Linked DNA regions of Rattus norvegicus: region 1 is linked to region 2. A link is a contact called in public Hi-C data. All regions are on one chromosome and are shown on one strand. Each heading gives the region's core, a stretch centred on a gene start, on an enhancer-like site or on the middle of the called end of the contact. The rest is flanking DNA. Distances are from core to core; before and after follow the strand shown. Region 1 overlaps Dcbld1 (discoidin, CUB and LCCL domain containing 1). Region 2 holds the start of Dcbld1 (discoidin, CUB and LCCL domain containing 1).

Region 1 (2,734 bases), core at 217-2,716, 92 kb before region 2:
TCTGTTGTGTCTGAAGACAGATACAGTGTACTCATATACAATAAATAAATCTTTAAAAAAAAAAGGAAAAAATTTGCAAGTTGCATCATGGGACTTCAGTGACAAGATGAGAGCCTCTCTAGCTCAGCAGGCTGGGGCCAAATAGAATTCAGGGGCTCTCTGATTTTTCATAGTTTATTACAATTAGTATACATACAAAATCAGGTAAACTCCATAACATAAATGGTTTAACCTCCACTACAACCAGCAGATACTCTGCCACGAGCTTTCAGCACCCTATGTTAACACAGAATTCACAGAAAACGACAATCACACAAATAGGATTATAATACAATTTGTAAGGAAAGAATCTTTTTTGTTTTGTTTTTGGTCCATGTTTTTGTTTTTTTTTTTTTTAAATAAACAAGACACATAACTTTTTCCTCTTTGGCAGAAAGAGGTTAAATCCCTCCCCTCTAACCCCCCAGTTCATTCGAGAAGTAAACTCTGGAAAAAAAAAAAAAACAACACAAGACATGAAGTACAGCTGAGACCCGGGCTACTCTATGAATACACACATGTTCAGGGGGAAAACTGCACTTTACATCACCAGGGCAGTTACTAGCTCTCCGCTAAAAGAGCTCTGCTTCGACACTGGCACAAACACATTTCAAAGAGCCATTTGCTTTCCAGAGAGAGGGAGTCGTCCACATGCGTTGCTTCTGGAGAAAGTTGTAGGAAGTAGGGCTTCTGGGTTCAGCTGTGTTCATAATCTGAGGTGTAGAAATATTTGATATTCCTGCCTTGAGCTATAAGCTCCTTCATTACAAGGCGTGGGTGGACAGTGTGGACGCATATTTGCTTGGGAAGATGCGCAGTAGGCTAGGCCCTTTCCTTGGAGAATGTGGTCCCTAAGGGTGCAGCCGGGACCCACACAGGCCCCAGGACACTAGGCTTCCCTACTCCTCTCAAGGAAAGTCTAAGAAACCAGGCTGCAGCTGCCGAAGTGGTATTCTTGCTTGCGTACGTGGGCCACCATTGCTGGCCGTCCCCCACCCCAGTGTGCTTTATGTGTTTTCAAGTAATTTCATTTCTTCCCGGAGAAAGAAGGGTAAAAATGCTTTCACTTTATCAAAAAGGAAACGAGCCGCCACAACCCACGAAGGTTTTAAACAGACCTGCTGCTTAGCGTCAGATAACCAAACGCACCGAGAAGCATGAACACGGGCGGGCTCCATCTATTCAAATCCCGCGTTCCCCCTTGAAGCCCCGTGTAGAAAACAAACACCACAAACTTCGTTAGGTTAATCCGTGTTAAATATAACTGTACAGATTGCACATTTTATAGCACAGCATCACAGTTAGACGAATGAGAAAAGTCTCCTTGTTCTAGCCCAGCAGAAACCAACCGGCTCTGCTGGAGAGATCGGAACAAAACCAGCCGCACAGTTCTGTAAACAGTAAGTGAGGTCGCCTCTAGGATCCTGAAGAGTCACACATGCGCGCTGGGACATTTCTTCCAGGGACTCGCAGCGGTGCGCGCTCAGTACCACAGCAGGTTTCTTTCACATTGGGTTCACAAAAGGGCAGTCACCGCCATCTGGTTGAGGGGCGCGAGACCGTTTCGGGGTGCTGAATAACCATCGTTCCCCCCGGAAGTCATCTGTGATTGAGAGGCGGGGTCTCCGCTGTCCAAGAAGCTGCTGGCAGCAGCCGGTTTGTCATAGCCGCCACCCACAGGCTTGGGGCTTGCTGGCCTCTGATAGCTTTCAATCTGGGTGGCTCCTGCAGCGGGAGGAAAGCCTCCAGAGGAAAGGGAGTGTTTGTGAGTGAGCCTGGGCCCGGGGACTCGGTATCCGCTCTGTGTGGAGAAGGTGTGAGCTCGCAGCAGGTGCCTCTCCACGATAGGTGTGGCATACTCAGGTTCTGAGTGAGTCAAGGGCAGTGCGTACTCATGGCGGCCAGGGCGGTGAGGACAATCATAGTGGCTGCTGGCCTCAGTGTTCACTCTGGCCTCCTCCGTGTCTGTGTCCATGGGCCGGAAGGTAGAGCCCTTTCTCGTGACTGTTCCTGTGCCAATCATGAGAGGCTGCTGATAATCTAAAACCAAGCGAACATCATTAGTGCACTAGCTGACAGGAGAGCGAGGTAGCCAGTCGCCACAGGGTGGGCTTTCCCTTCCACTCCATCTCCGTCGGTGACTAATGCATCTCAGGTTCATGAGACATGAAATGAAATCAGATACTGCACTTGGGTCTTTTTTTTCTTTTTTAAAATTTTTTTTTTTTTGCACTTTTTTTGCACCATAATACTGCTTCAGGAAGCCGCCAAGGGCCATAAGACCTCAGAGACTGAACTGATTCTGTTAGAGGGAAAATGTTTACTTATAGACACAACCCCAACTAGACTTGAACTTGTGGTCTTCTTGCCTCTAAGTCTTTGGTGTCCAGGGTTGACGGACGGCAGACATGCAACTCCATGCCCAGTTTAGGGGTTGTAGGTTGATGTCCATATGTAGGTGTGGGCTGGCACCAGTTAGGTCAAGGCCATGATTAAACAGTAATAAAAATAAGGGAGGGACAAAGTTCTTGTAAGGTGGGAAAGAAGGAAGAAAAATCAAAATGGAGATGGAGAAAGATGACCCAGGTCTGGGTGGTCTTGAATTGCCAAGGTAGCTGGGATGGATTTCTGTAGGCAAATTTATCTCATCTAGGTGGGCGGTTTACATCATTATCAATTGGTTGTGAGTTCATTG
Region 2 (3,030 bases), core at 326-2,825:
GGTTGGAGAGAAGTCTCAGAGGTTAAACGCACATAGTGTTCTTTCGGCAGACGCAAGCTTGATTCCCAGGACTCACAACCCACGGGCTCACTTCTGCCTGAAACCCCAGGTCCAAGAGATCAGACCCTTCTGGTCTCTGAGGGCATCTGCACTCAACATGCGTCTATCTCAACCCAGACACAAATACACATAATTAAAACCATATCTCCTTCAAAACACACACCAAATAAATGTAAAATGTTACATTTTCAAACATGGACTTGAGAAAGTGTCTTCAATGATTCAAACACTCTGTGGCTGGAATATATAGTTCGATTGTTGGAAGGTCTTGCAAGGACCCCCCCAGCACCACCGAAACCCAAACAAAACAGCACCTTTATAAAGCAGCCATAAAACTTTACATAGTGCAAATCTAACTAACATACATTAGACTGTGTTACAGTAACTCTAAACAAAATAACTTTACATTTTTCTTTTATGTTTTTAATGCTATCAACATGCTGAATGTTTGGGTGAATGAATACATTATCCAATGAAAACAATTCCAGCTATGAGTTTAGCTTCGATTTCTGTTCCCCCAGAAAGCATAGCGGGGGCGGTATTCAAGTATTCCGCATAAACTCACTGCCATTAATTAACCCCAGTTACAGAGGAGCAAAGGCAGGAGAGAAACAAAAACAGAAAGAAAGAAAGAAAGAAAGAAAGAAAGAAAGAAAGAAAGAAAGAAAGAAAGAAAGGAAGGAAGGAAGACGACAGAAAGCTGACTCGTCCAACCCAAGAACTAATGAAAGCAGATTAATGAAGTAGAGCCATGTAGGGCTGGGAAACCAGTTTCCTGCCTTAATCTGGTGGATTCGGTAAATTCGGTAGCGCTGAGAAAGCCAAAGATCAGTGACCGAGGAAAAGCAGCCTGGGCCGCAGTCGACTCGCTCAAATACCCTTGAGGGACCTGAGCCGCAAGGTTCCAACCGGACACGCGTGGGGCTGCGGGGGCCCCGTCTGCAGTCGGGTCCGGGGCAGCCCGCAGAAGCACCCTCACTTGCAGGCAGAGACCAGGAGCTGGCGGGGCAACGCCGGGCGCGCACGCAGGGCCAGGCCACTAGCACCCGCCGGGAAGGGTCGAGAAGTCTGGGAACTAAGTGGCCGGGCGAGGACACCGCGAAGGCAGCCGGGGAACAGGCGCCAAGCTTCCGGGCTCGTTTATGGGGGGAAGGAAGGAGTATTGGGGCGCGATCCAGAACGCACCCGCTGAGTTCAGTCAATTCCGGGTCTGGCGGAGAACGCCGGCCCCCGGGAGGCTCCCCCGAGGCCCACAGCCCTCCCGGAGCCCCGGGTCCCGCGGTCACTCACCCAGCTCCTCCGCCTGCAAACGGAGCGGAGCGCACACGGCGAACAGCAGCGCCAAGACACCCGGCCCACCGGCCCCGGTCCCCATGGCCCCGCCAGACTCCAGACCCGCAGGATCGGCCGCCCGGCCCGGCTTTCGCCGCCGCTGCCCGCTTGGGGCAGCCTCCTCCGCGGCCCGGCGCGGCGCGGGCACACGGCACCGATCCCTGTGGGCCGCCCGCGCCCGCGAGAGGGCGTGTTTTCCCCGCCCTGCCCCGCCCCGCCCCCTCCCCGGGGTGACCAGTGGTACCACGGGTCTCCCAAGGGGGGCGCCCGGTTTCGTCCCCCACCCCACCCCGCCCCCGCGCCACCTGCCCAGATTCACGAGAAAATGAAAATCAAAAGTTCACCTGGCGCGCAGGCCCGCCGAAGCCCCGCGGCTCAGACTCCGCCCCTCCGGCACTATGTCAGCTCCACCCTAGAGCTGGTGGGCCAAGGCGATGCAAGGCACCCGAAATCTGATGGGATGATGGCAGTGGCTTGAAACACAGTTCGAGTCCATTCAATCTCATTCATTCATTCAATCTCAGTCGTTCATTCATTCATCCATTCATTCATCTCTTTTTCTCTCCATTCATTCCGTTGTCTCATTCATTCCATGTGGCTGGGTGCTTAAATTCACGCAGCTTTTGCAGAGCGTAGAAACAATCGCTCACTACAGTTTGCACTCTGTAACATAGAGAGTGTATTCGGAGCCCATTTGGAGAGATCTAATTGGATGGTGAGAAGGCAATGCCCTCTCTGAGAGTAAAAGGCAGAGAACTGAGTTGTTCAGAGGATTAAAAGGTGGGAAGAGGCCAGTTGTAGGTGGAGCTCGGTAGACAGGTGGGTGCCTGGCCAGATGTGGGAACAGATGTGCCAAGTAGGGCCAGTGAGAGAAATGTAAGCTGACGTGTCTTCAGAGAAGTCCCGAAAACTTCAGACGGAGCAGTAATTGAGGCGCCTCTTTGAGGTGGTGGGAAAGTCTTGAGAGAGACTGGATGGACCGCGGAAGAGTTTGAAGATTATTACTGAGTCATTCAGTTGGAGTCCTGGCCGTAAAACTGGACAGAGGGAAGGTTAATACTAGTTTTAAGGACTTTCCCCTTTAAGACCTCCAGACCTTCCTCTGCGAGGACACAACCTTAGCTCTAACTCGCACACCACCTCCGTGGCCTCTGGGAATTAGTATATCTAGAAGTGCAACGGGGTTGAGAAAGGTTCAGATCCTCCAAGGCCAAGCGATCTTTGGAATCTTCTCCACTCCCCAACTCCAAGCCTAAACTGGCAGATGTCGATCTAAGTTTGTTGTCCGAGTAGAGAGGGGTTTTCTTGAGTTTGGTAAGTAGCAGGAGCTGACCTTGAACTTCTGAAATGTTCTTCCTCCACCTCTCAGAGTTAGGGGAATACAGGCCCTCGCTTCCTGCCTGGTTTACACTTTAACTTTTGAAATTCAAAGTGTGACTTGGCCCGTGGACTTTGCACCTTCTTCTGCGGCAACCCCAGAGGAAAGAATTCCAGCTTTACAAACTGAGGCTTGCTCAGCTCTGGCTGGAACAGATTCACTGGCCTTCAGGTTAACTCTCTCCGGTTGTCATGGAGAGTTAATAAATGTGTATATAAAGATCTGGGGTGTAAAGGAGATACTTAAACAGTAGGCTCATG

What was found. A called contact is a pair of places that touch in the nucleus more often than the background predicts.
Region 1: a Hi-C map of Schwann cells shows a contact between it and region 2, with 3 times the contacts expected there. The contact joins the enhancer-like site here to the promoter of Dcbld1 in region 2. A contact is called at or near these places in 4 of 12 Hi-C or Micro-C datasets (the Rat2 cell line, Schwann cells, liver and 1 more).

Annotation. Positions count from the first base shown.
Region 1 is chr20:32,251,818-32,254,551 of GRCr8, reverse strand. It overlaps Dcbld1 (discoidin, CUB and LCCL domain containing 1), which reads right to left. Exons shown (of 11, transcript XM_228172.11): 11 at 161-2,079. The coding sequence ends at 1,556. Among named protein-coding and RNA genes, the nearest start is that of Gopc, 66 kb to the left of the region's middle. Within about 2 kb of position 1,466, at least 37 of the 93 cell types and tissues checked have an H3K27ac peak or open chromatin away from gene starts, as enhancers often do. A contact at or near this core is called in Schwann cells, where this site is marked.
Region 2 is chr20:32,159,786-32,162,815 of GRCr8, reverse strand. Dcbld1 (discoidin, CUB and LCCL domain containing 1) reads right to left here and starts at 1,575. Exons shown (of 11, transcript XM_228172.11): 1 at 1,351-1,575. The coding sequence starts at 1,435.